2 separate regions of the Bos taurus genome follow, and region 1 is linked to region 2. The links are chromatin contacts, called in public Hi-C maps. All regions are on one chromosome and are shown on one strand. The core of a region is the stretch at or near the end of the contact, and the rest is flanking DNA. Distances in the headings are between cores, read along the strand shown. Region 1 overlaps SLC27A4 (solute carrier family 27 member 4). Region 2 holds the start of SWI5 (SWI5 homologous recombination repair protein).

Evidence for each region. A called contact is a pair of places that touch in the nucleus more often than the background predicts.
Region 1: a Hi-C map of blastocyst shows a contact between it and region 2, with 2.1 times the contacts expected there. The contact joins the enhancer-like site here to the promoter of SWI5 in region 2. A contact is called at or near these places in 3 of 11 Hi-C or Micro-C datasets (blastocyst, liver and skeletal muscle).

Annotation. Positions count from the first base shown.
Region 1 is chr11:98,958,990-98,963,626 of ARS-UCD2.0, reverse strand. SLC27A4 (solute carrier family 27 member 4) reads right to left here. Exons shown (of 14, transcript NM_001075667.1): 14 at 3,717-4,529. The coding sequence ends at 4,372. It overlaps LOC132346637 (a long non-coding RNA gene), which reads left to right. Exons shown (of 2, transcript XR_009496556.1): 2 at 1-4,637. Among named protein-coding and RNA genes, the nearest start is that of URM1, 6.1 kb to the left of the region's middle. Within about 2 kb of position 2,721, at least 14 of the 102 cell types and tissues checked have an H3K27ac peak or open chromatin away from gene starts, as enhancers often do. A contact at or near this core is called in blastocyst, where this site is marked.
Region 2 is chr11:98,880,630-98,885,590 of ARS-UCD2.0, reverse strand. SWI5 (SWI5 homologous recombination repair protein) reads right to left here and starts at 2,250. Exons shown (of 6, transcript XM_059891612.1): 1 at 2,245-2,250; 2 at 1,905-2,026; 3 at 1,526-1,574. The coding sequence starts at 2,250. It overlaps GOLGA2 (golgin A2), which reads left to right and starts at 2,297. Exons shown (of 27, transcript NM_001192195.1): 1 at 2,297-2,440; 2 at 3,969-4,091. The coding sequence starts at 2,360.

The DNA of each region.
Region 1 (4,637 bases), core at 1,472-3,971, 78 kb before region 2:
AACCATTTTTTAACGTATTCTTTCAATGAGTAATGACCCCCGACTCTGCACCTGCCAGGTGCTTCACACGCATGACCTGCTTGATTCCTCGCAGGGGCTGTTAGCCTCCATTTTCAAATGTAAAAACTGAGGCTTAGAACCGGTGACTCGTTCATGGACCCCCACATGTCAGCCCTTAACCCCAGGCTGTCGTGCCTTCGGGACCCCTGACCCTCACCGCGTCCTGTTGGGCTCAGCTCACCCAAATGCCTTCCTCTGGGACCCAGGCAGAAGAGGGGCGTGGACCCAACTCCTGTCCCTCCAGCAGGCCAGCCAGCCGGGCATTGGGCTGCATCCCTTCCGAAGCTCCGAAGGGAGACAAAGGCGGGGTCTGCGGGGGAGACAAGGGCGCGGGCGCCCCCCTGCCCGCTGCCCTTTGTCTCCCCGCCTGCTCCCCTCGTGCGCCCCGGAGGCTGGGAGGCGCCTCTCACAGGCTTCCTCCTCCCATTCTTGTGCTAATTGGGTGTCAAGCTGAGATCAGTGAGAAAGGAATCCGCCCTGGCTCGGGTTAAACTGCCGCCAAAGACGAGGGCTGAGCCCAGAATATCATTAGGCTGGGAGGAAGCGAGGGCCCCCCTCCTCCAGCAGAGGGGTTGGCCACGCATTCAGGCTCCTTTGAAAGTCGCTTGGTCGCTCCTTCCCTTACCGCCAGCGCCTCAATAGGCCCCTCGGCGGTATTTAACCTTCCCAGGAATTGAAAGTGATATGCCAGCACTGGCCTAGGCAGCCACTTGCCTGTCCAAGGGCGGTAGGACCTCCGGGGATGCTCAAGGCAGGCCTCTGGCAGCCTCCCTGGGCTCAGATTGCAGATGGGAATGCTGAGACTGGGCAGGGCGATGCCTCCCAGCGCTGTTATTCACAGGCCCTGTGGTCTGGAGAGATGGAGCTTCTCTGAGCCTCAGATTCCTCATCTGTGGAATGGGGATAAAATAGCTGCTTTGTGTTACGGATTTAATGATGATGATCAAGTGCCTGGTGTCGCATCCAGCACATAGGAAGCGCTCCACTCCTGGTGGCTGTTAGGTCAAAGGAGTGTGTTTGGGCTTACAGAAGGATTTCCTAGCAGAGCTCGCAGTCCTCCAGGTGTGCAAGGAGTGCCTGCAGTGGATTCACTTTGCATACCCTGCCTGGAATCTTCCCCAGCCCCACCCCTGCGGCCCCACAGGCCTTCTTTCACCTGCGCTGCTCGCCCTTCACCTCCAGACCTTTCGCTGCCCCTTCTGCCTGGGCCATTCTTCCCCCTCCTCTTCTTGAATGACTCTTTCTTGAAAAGCCTGTGGCCATGAAACACAACTTCCTCACCTCCTACCGCGGCCAAGACATAGGGTTAGGGTGCAGCTTAGCACATGCCCTTGGCTTCTTGACTGGCTGCCCCCTCTCCCCAGCCCCCAGACAGTGGGCTCCCCGAGGACAGATCTCACTGTGTACCCCCAACCCCGCCCCTGGCACAGAGGCCTTTTGAATCTGCTCCGCAGATGTGTGGACACAGTACTTTGTAAACTGTGTAGACCGCCAGGCTCCTCTGTCCATGGGAGTCTCCAGGAAAGAAGACTGGAGTGGGTTGCCATTTCCTTCTCCAGGGGATCTTCCCGACCCAGGGATTGAGCCTGTGTCTCGGGTGTCTCCTGCAGGAGCAAGTGGATTCTTTACCAACTGTCACCAACTGGGAAGTCAAAGCGCCGTGTAAAGGTCAGGAAATGCCCAGTAAACAATAACTCTTGTGAATTAACCTCACAAACATGTATCCAGGCACCTGCTGCCGGCACGGGCGATGACTCAGCCACGGTCTGGAAGGCAGCCGGGCTCACCACTCTACTACCATGTGGTACAGCCTTGGTTTGGGGTGAGCAGAGGCAGACGGGGGAGCTGCGAGGCCCAGGGGCCCCCCAGCCCCACCCCTTCTTGGAGGGGCTCGGGAAAGGGGGCTGGTGTGGAAGTGGGAAACTTAGGCCTAGGCTGGGATCTTAACACGGGAAACACATCCTCTTTTCCTTATCACTACCGTGTACCTCAAAGATAACAGCACCAGTTCCTGGGCTAGATCTGCAAGCACAATCTCATTACATGTCCACAGCTGTCCTGGGGCAGGGATTCCTGTTGTGTTTAGTCGCTCAGTCTTGTCCAACTGTTTGCAGCTTCATGGACTGTAGCCCACCAGGCTCCTCCATCCATGGGATTTCCCAGGCAAGAATACTGGAGTGGGTTGCCATTTCTTTTTCCAGGGGCTCTTCCTGACCCACGGATCTCACCCATGTCTCCTGCATTGGCAGGTGGGTTCTTAAACCACTGAGCCACCGGGGAAGCCCACCTAGACCATCATTTATAGGGGAGGACACTGAGGCTCAGCCTGGCAAATGGACTTGAGAGCAGGCCTGAGCAGGAGCTTTTGACCACCATTCCTCTATATTGGGTCTTGGTGACTGTGCTCAACCAAAGGGAAGGAACAGGCACCCCTGGGGGCTCCTTCCCATTGGAGAGCCCTCCCATTGGTGAAGGTCAAAGACACAGAGCTTCACCATCAGTCAAATCCAGCCCCTTGGAAGCCCAATCAAAGGCCCAACACGGAGTCCTCTGGGCTGGGTCCCTTGCCTGGGGGTCAAGTGGGGACTCTGTCCCTCCTTCCCGCTTTCCTTGCCTGAGCGCGAAGGGCTGGATCCGATTCTGCAGCACCCACGTGCCCTCTGCTGGTCTACTTGGGCACTGCACCCTTGCCTGCCACTCCCAAATGCCACCAGGTATCACCGCCCAAGGGCCAACTCCAGCTCTGCCGCCCCCTCACTTCCCCCAAGAGTGGCACCAGAACTCCACTGTCTTTCAAAGGTCACCCTCCAACCCCAGGAGGTACCCCAGACTTATCTTGGCCACCTATCACCCAGTCAGCTGCTGGCCTGGGGTGTGGCTCACTGTTGGCTCTACAAGCATGCATGGCATGGAAGCTGCTTTCTGCACCAAGGAGACAGCGGTAAGAGCATGGGGCTGGCATTGCAGTCCCCAGTACTCACTCTGTGACCCCAGTCAAGTGACGGATGGTGCTAAGGGTTAAATAGTGAAGATGAAGCCCTGGGGTGCGTGCCCTGTCTGCAGCCCTGGCTTGGGGTGAACGGTTTCCCCCTCCCCACCCCCCACCCCCACTTCCCACTGGGCTGAGCACTTCTAGCCTGGGTGTGACTCCAGGGATGGGCTCCAGGGGACAGCTGACCCTCCAGCGGCACTGCAGACTCACCAGCTCTGGGAAGATGGCTCCAGGAAGCCTTCCCAGACTCCACCCGGCTGGCCAGGCCACCCTGCTCTGTCCCCTGAGAGCCCCCAACCCCTTGGGAAAGTGCAGCCCTGGCAGAAGAAACACCATGAGCAGGAGTGTGGATCTGGGACCCTGTGCTGGCCTAGGGCTTCCTCCTTCTGTGGCTCTGAATGGCCCGTTCCTCAGCCTGCCTCCCTTTGGCTCTCTGAACCCTCCTGATTCACAGAGGAGACAGTTACTTGCCCAAGGCCACAAGCTCCTAAGTGACACCTTGCAGGGCTCAGGGGGGAACTGCCCCTCACCTGAGATGTGGGGACCATGGCATCTTACCTGCCATATCCCTTGGTCTAAATGAACGAAGGAATAGGGGAAGGATGAATGGGGCACGAGCTGGGGTCCCAGCAGGCTGGGGTGAGTGTGCACACAGGCTTGGGGAGGCAAGGTGGAGTTTATTTGCCCCTGAGTGCCCCACACCCCTTCTCCCCTCACAGCCAGGCCAGGAGGAGATGTGGACAGACTGGCAAAGACAGGCTGCCTGAGGGACAGCCAGGCAGCCACCCAGAGGGTGAGAGGGGTGCCCTGTCTAGGCTGCCTGCTGCAGGATGGTCCCGTTCTGCCTGGCAGGGCTGAGGGACACTCGCGTGGGCCCAGGGCCTGGATCCTCTTCAGATGCCTGATCACCGGCCCTCCCTGCCCACTGTGCTGGCTTCCTGAGTCTGGGGGCTTCTGCCCTCGTCCCATTTACAAGCTGCCTGTTCTCTGCAAAGTGCTTGGAGACCCTCTTATTTCCCCTTGTCCTGACCTGAGACATCACCCCTTGGGCCCAGTCTCAGTCTCAGCCTGAGGCCCAGAGACCCCTACTTGGCCTCGAAGACATAAAGTGGATCTGAAGCTTTCACAGAAAGCCTCAGGGCAGAGCAGGGAGGTGGCAGTGAGTCCCCTGGCAGTTTTGAGGGGTGGGGGTTGGCACCTCGGGGTGGGTGGTGCCAGACTCTGCTTGCTTTGGTCTGGCTTTGCCCAGGACCCCTCCGGGGTGGGAGCTGGGGCTCTAGATCCAGTATCCACTGGCCCTCAGAGGGACTTGGGGCCAGTCACAGCTTCTCCTGGCCCGCCTGGATGCGAGTGTAGGCCTCTTGGTCCAGTGGGACGTAGCGGCCCTTCCGGGCATCCAGGTAGAACAGCTGGTCTTTTACAACTGTTGGGTCAAAGCCCTCCTTCTGCAGTTCTGTCTTCTGTAGCTTGAATGTCCCTGAGGGAGGGAGAAGACAAGTGGGAGAGGGGTCAGAGGGTGTGGGGCAGGGGTCCGAGCTCCAGGAACCCGCCCACCTGGGTTGAGGAGGGGCAGGGAGGAGGGCTG
Region 2 (4,961 bases), core at 1,001-3,500:
AAGACCTGGTGCAGCCAAATAAATAAATAAATATTCAAAAAAAATCTACTTGGGTAACAAAATGCTTCCTTGGGGCTACAGTTCATCTTTGTCCTTTCTGCATCTAAAAGCTGCGAAGGCAGTGCCTGACATGCTGCCAATCTTCAGGAAATGTTGGTTGGGGCCACATTGGGGTTTTTAACCAGTCAACAAATCATAAGTAAGTACTAGCTGCCAGGCACTGCCTAAGGCTGCAGGGGTTTAGCAATGGAGAAGACATCAAGCCCGGCCCCCTGCCTTCATGGAACATAGAGCCTAGTCCCAGGCATACAACACCCAAAATGATGCTCTTCCTCCAGATAGTTCCATGGAAAGCTGGACTCACCAGTCACACTTCATCAAAAAGACCTTCCCTGACCACCCCATCTAACCACCTCACACACTACCCCTTGTCCTGATGTTTTCTAACATCTATCACCACCCGGCACGTTGTACATTTCATTAATAATATTATTTTCACTGATGGCCTTATACCACCGGAGGGTGAACACCATGAGGGCAGGGACTCTGTTTTTTCACAGCTGATGGCCTTGTGTCTACAATAGGACCCAGCACATAAGTAAGTCGCTTCAGTAGTGTCAGACTCTGTGACCTCATGGGCTGTAGCCTGCCAGGCTCCTCTGTCCATGGAATTCTCCAGGCAAGAATACTGGAGTGGAAGAAAAAAAAAAAAAGAATACTGGAGTGGAAGAAAAAAAAAAAAAGAATACTGGAGTGGGTAGCCATTCCTTTCTCCAGGGGATCTTCCCAACCCAGGAATCGAACCTGGGTCTCCTGCATTGCAAGTGGATTCCTTACCGTCTAAGCCACCAGGGAAGCCCAGACCTGGCATATAGAAAGCACTATTTCAAATGAATTCATCAAATGAATGAAGGAAGGAAAAACAACCAATCAACTAACCAGCCGTCTGGAAAGTGTTTTGAAGTTGAAGTACCGTGTGCTAAGGGGGCACCTAACAGAGCAAGTGGCCTGAGCCTGAAGTGGAGCTGTGACTCCTCCAAGGAAGCTCAACTTTAAAGGCTGAGGAGGCATCAGTTTGGCAAAAAGCTGGAAAAAAGTATTCCACACAAGGGACAGCATATGCAAGTGCTGTAGGGCAGGAGAGAGCACCTGTGTTTGAGGGAATGAGAGTGGTTTCCATGTAGGTGGAATGGGTGAGGGAAGGAGGGTGGTGTGAAAAGCACAAAACCAACCAACCACTTGTGGCGATGTCAGGGAGGAGGAGAGACAGAGCCCCTTTGTAGGGTCTGGGGTAACACTGACAAAGGACAGGAACGCTGTTTCTTCTCTGAAGCCTGGCGGGCAGGAGGAAAAGATGATGCGGAAGGACAGAGAAATGACCTGGAGTTTCTCTGTGGAATAAGGTCAGCTGGGGGGAAGACCCTGAAGAGGGCTGGTGGGTGGGTCAGCCGCTGTTAGGGAAGGAGGGAAGGGCTGGGAGCAGCATACAGGGTGGAGGGCAGGGAGGGGGCACAGGTATACTCACAGGGGATCGGAAGGCCCCGCCGCAACTTTTGGAAAGTCCTGGTTGAATCCTGGAGAGGAAGCCGAGGGAAAAAGTCTGATTGGACCTAGAGGCCGCCTGGGGAGGAAAGGGGTACTGTCGGGGTGTGGAGAGGAGGAACAGCTATGAACCGGGACTGGATCCGGTTGGGAAGGGGACAGAGAATGGTTCTGGGATCAGGGTAGGGATTCTCGGAAAAGGGGGGGTTTCTGACAGGGAGGAGTGTTGGAGGAGTGGATGGCGGGGCGGGGGGCGCGTCTCTGGAGGTATCTGAGGAAAGTCTGAGGCAGAGCTACAGGGGCGTCACGAAAAGGGACTGGGAAAAGATGTGCTTTCCCCCTGCTATCAGCTCCTCGCCCACCTCCTCAGCCCTGGCGTCCGGGGCCCCCGACTCGGGGGGCGCTGCAGAGAAGGAGGGTCCAGGGCGAGGACGGAAAAGAGCCTCCTCAGGTCTGCCAGGTACTTGGAATCCTGTGACGGAGACTAAGAACGTCACAAAGCGTAGCTACGCACGCACTTGGCGAGAGCCGGCTCAGTCCTCTCCGCCGCGGTGGGCAGGACAGAGGCCGCTTACTCTGCGGCTGCGCCTTTAGCGTTTTTTGTGACTCCACCCTCTCTTTCGGGCTAGGCGGCGGCTTTAGCCGTGCGTCTCCGCCCCGTATCTTTTCCACTATCCAATGGGGCTAGAGAATTGAGGCCACCCCCATACACCGCGGCCTCCTAGTACCGCCCCGGTACCGCCTTCTCTTGGCTGAGTGGCACCGCGGCGCGGTGGCTGCCGGAAGCGATTCCGCAGAGGTTGACGGGATCGTGCTGATGTGGCCCCCCCTTCCCCCGCCCCGTCCCGGGATGTCGGAAGAAACCCGACAGAGCAAATTGGCTGCGGCCAAGAAAAAGGTAAAAATGTGCGGGCTCGCGGCTCCCTGACCCCTCCGAAGGCCGGGCCATGGCCAGAGTTTCTGTGCTGCCTCCAAGGCACACGGGGTGAGCCCCTCGGCGCCCCTTGGCGCCCCCCCCCCAACCAACAAAGTCTTCGCAGCCAGTCCCGCCCCCCCCACCCCTCCACCCCCCGGCTGCCCAGTCTCCGCCGCCTTCACTCGTCACCCCCAGGTGACTTTGGATCGGTGACCCCCGTGGCTTCCCACACCAGGCTTGGCCTTCGTCTCCTGTCGCCCAGAACCGGACCTCCGCAGCTCCCTGGTCTCCCTAACTCCCTGACTCCGAAAACCTTGGTCCTGGCCTTTGCATTTTCCCCCCACCAACCGCCCCCTCCCCTCAACGCGGAGCGGCTACTCGGGCGTTGCTAGGGATGAGTGCCATGTGGCTACGTCATAATGCCCCTCGGAACTGTCATTAATGCCTAGAAAACTCGGTGTTAAATTTTACCACCCAGTTCCCACTGTTTTCACATCCTTTCCAGTGTCTCTGGGTCGTGGCAGCAGCTTGAAAAAGGGGACTCGGGGGGCTATGGGACCTAGGTTTCAGAGGGACCTGGGTTTCAGGCTCCCTCACCTCTAGACTTGTTCCCCCATCGTTTGATGCTGATAGTGTAAAAAGCCTACATTTCCCCCAGTGATCTCCAAACATTGACAGTATCTCTGGGTGGCCATGGGAGGTGTTTGGTTTAGTTTGGTTTTCTCCCAGGTCTCTCTATCCAGAGAGACTTTCACATTTTTAATCGGAAGTTTCTACTTCACATTGTAATTTTCTGTGATTCTGAGACCAGAGGGCCGGTCACTCAGCATTTAGTGCTCCTCTGAGGAGCACATCCAGGGAAACTGAACTTCACAACTGGGAATCTTTCACAAGTCATCACCTCAACGTGGGGCAGCCCAAGTGCCACAGGATAAATATGGGACTGATGGGTCAGTTTTGCTTGATTTTCTTGGGAGAGAAAAAGCCTTTTATACTCAATATACTTAGGGATGACATTTGCATAGATCGGGATGATTATAATGGACTTCTCTCTGAAATGTGTTTGGGTTGTCCTCTTTCTGTTACGTTCCCAGATTCACTAGGGGTGTGTGTCTTCTCTACCTTCTGCCATTAGGATACATTGATGTAAAATTTTGAGACGTACTGGTGTGAAGCTCTAATAGAGATGGAGGAAGGGACCCTGATGCCTGATTAAATGTTTACTTTTCCTCTTCTGCTGCTGATTTTGCCCCCTAGCAGCTGCGGATTGATGTTGTAATCCAGAACTCAGTCAGAAGGCTGAATTTAAATTCCGTTGTTGCCTTTTATTGCCACCTTTTGCTCCTAGCCACGATATCAGTCCATTTCAAGTCATTGAGGATGACAGCCCTTGGAGGGTTGTTGTGGCGTTAAATCAGAAGGCGAAGAGTATTTTGTAAACTTTGAAAGTAGGATGTGGATCCAAGGGGCGTATAGTTCTCATGAGCCTCACTGCTTTTCCTTTTTACAGTTAAGGGAGTATCAGCAGAAGAACAGCCCTGGTGTTCCTGCAGGAGCTAAGAAAAAAAGAAAGATCAAGAATGGCAGTAGCCCTGAGACAACCACTTCTGGTGATTGTCCGTCACCTGAGGATGTGAGTCTTGCCTGACCGCCTTCCGGGGATGAGGCACTCACGGGGCAACAGTAGAGGGTAGTGGTTAAGATTGTGGAAGAAATGTCAGATATTGGCTAAGAAGTTTGGGTTTGAATTCTCCCTCTCCCTCTGCAAGGGATATGGTTTTGGGCAAATTGTTTAAGCTCGTTGGATCTGTGTCTCCACATTAGTAAAATTGGGGTAATACTGTCTTACACCAAGGAAGTTGAAATGAGATTGTCGTCGTTTTTATAATAATCCCCTAAAATAGAGCCTGGTGCAGAGTAAACTTTCAATAAAGCGTAGTTGCTAGTTGTCTTAACTGCTCTGGTGATCTTCCCCAGCCTCATGGGGAAAGCCAGGCAGTGAAAACAGCTGCTTGCCCTCAGACTTTCCATTTAGAGGCCCCAGTAGAGCCCCAGAGTGTGTTGAGGAGAGGGCCTCAGGCACTTGGATTAGGAGACCATCTGAGTTTTAAGACCATCTTTGCCACCAGCTTGCTGGGTGGCCCTGGGAAAATCACTTCCTCCCCTGGGCCTCAGTTTCCTCATCTGTAAAATGATACTGGTGGATCAGATTATTGTCTTTCAAGCTTATTTTTCAGCTGTAGCCCCTCTCCCCCAACTTTGTTCAAATGAACCCTTTTTCTGAAGTCTGGTTTTTAAGAGTCTAGGCCTGATGGTCTAAGAAGCTTTTAAGAGCTGCATTGTTCATCTGAGGAGCTATGTGACTGCATGGTTCAGGGGACTTTTCCATCTGTTTGTTTCCCTTGATTTCTGCCTTTGGCAAGGCAGCAAGTGGCTACTTGGAAAAATGACCCAGGCCGGTATTGATCCCTTTTGACCCCTTTCTCTCTTCTCCGGCATTCCA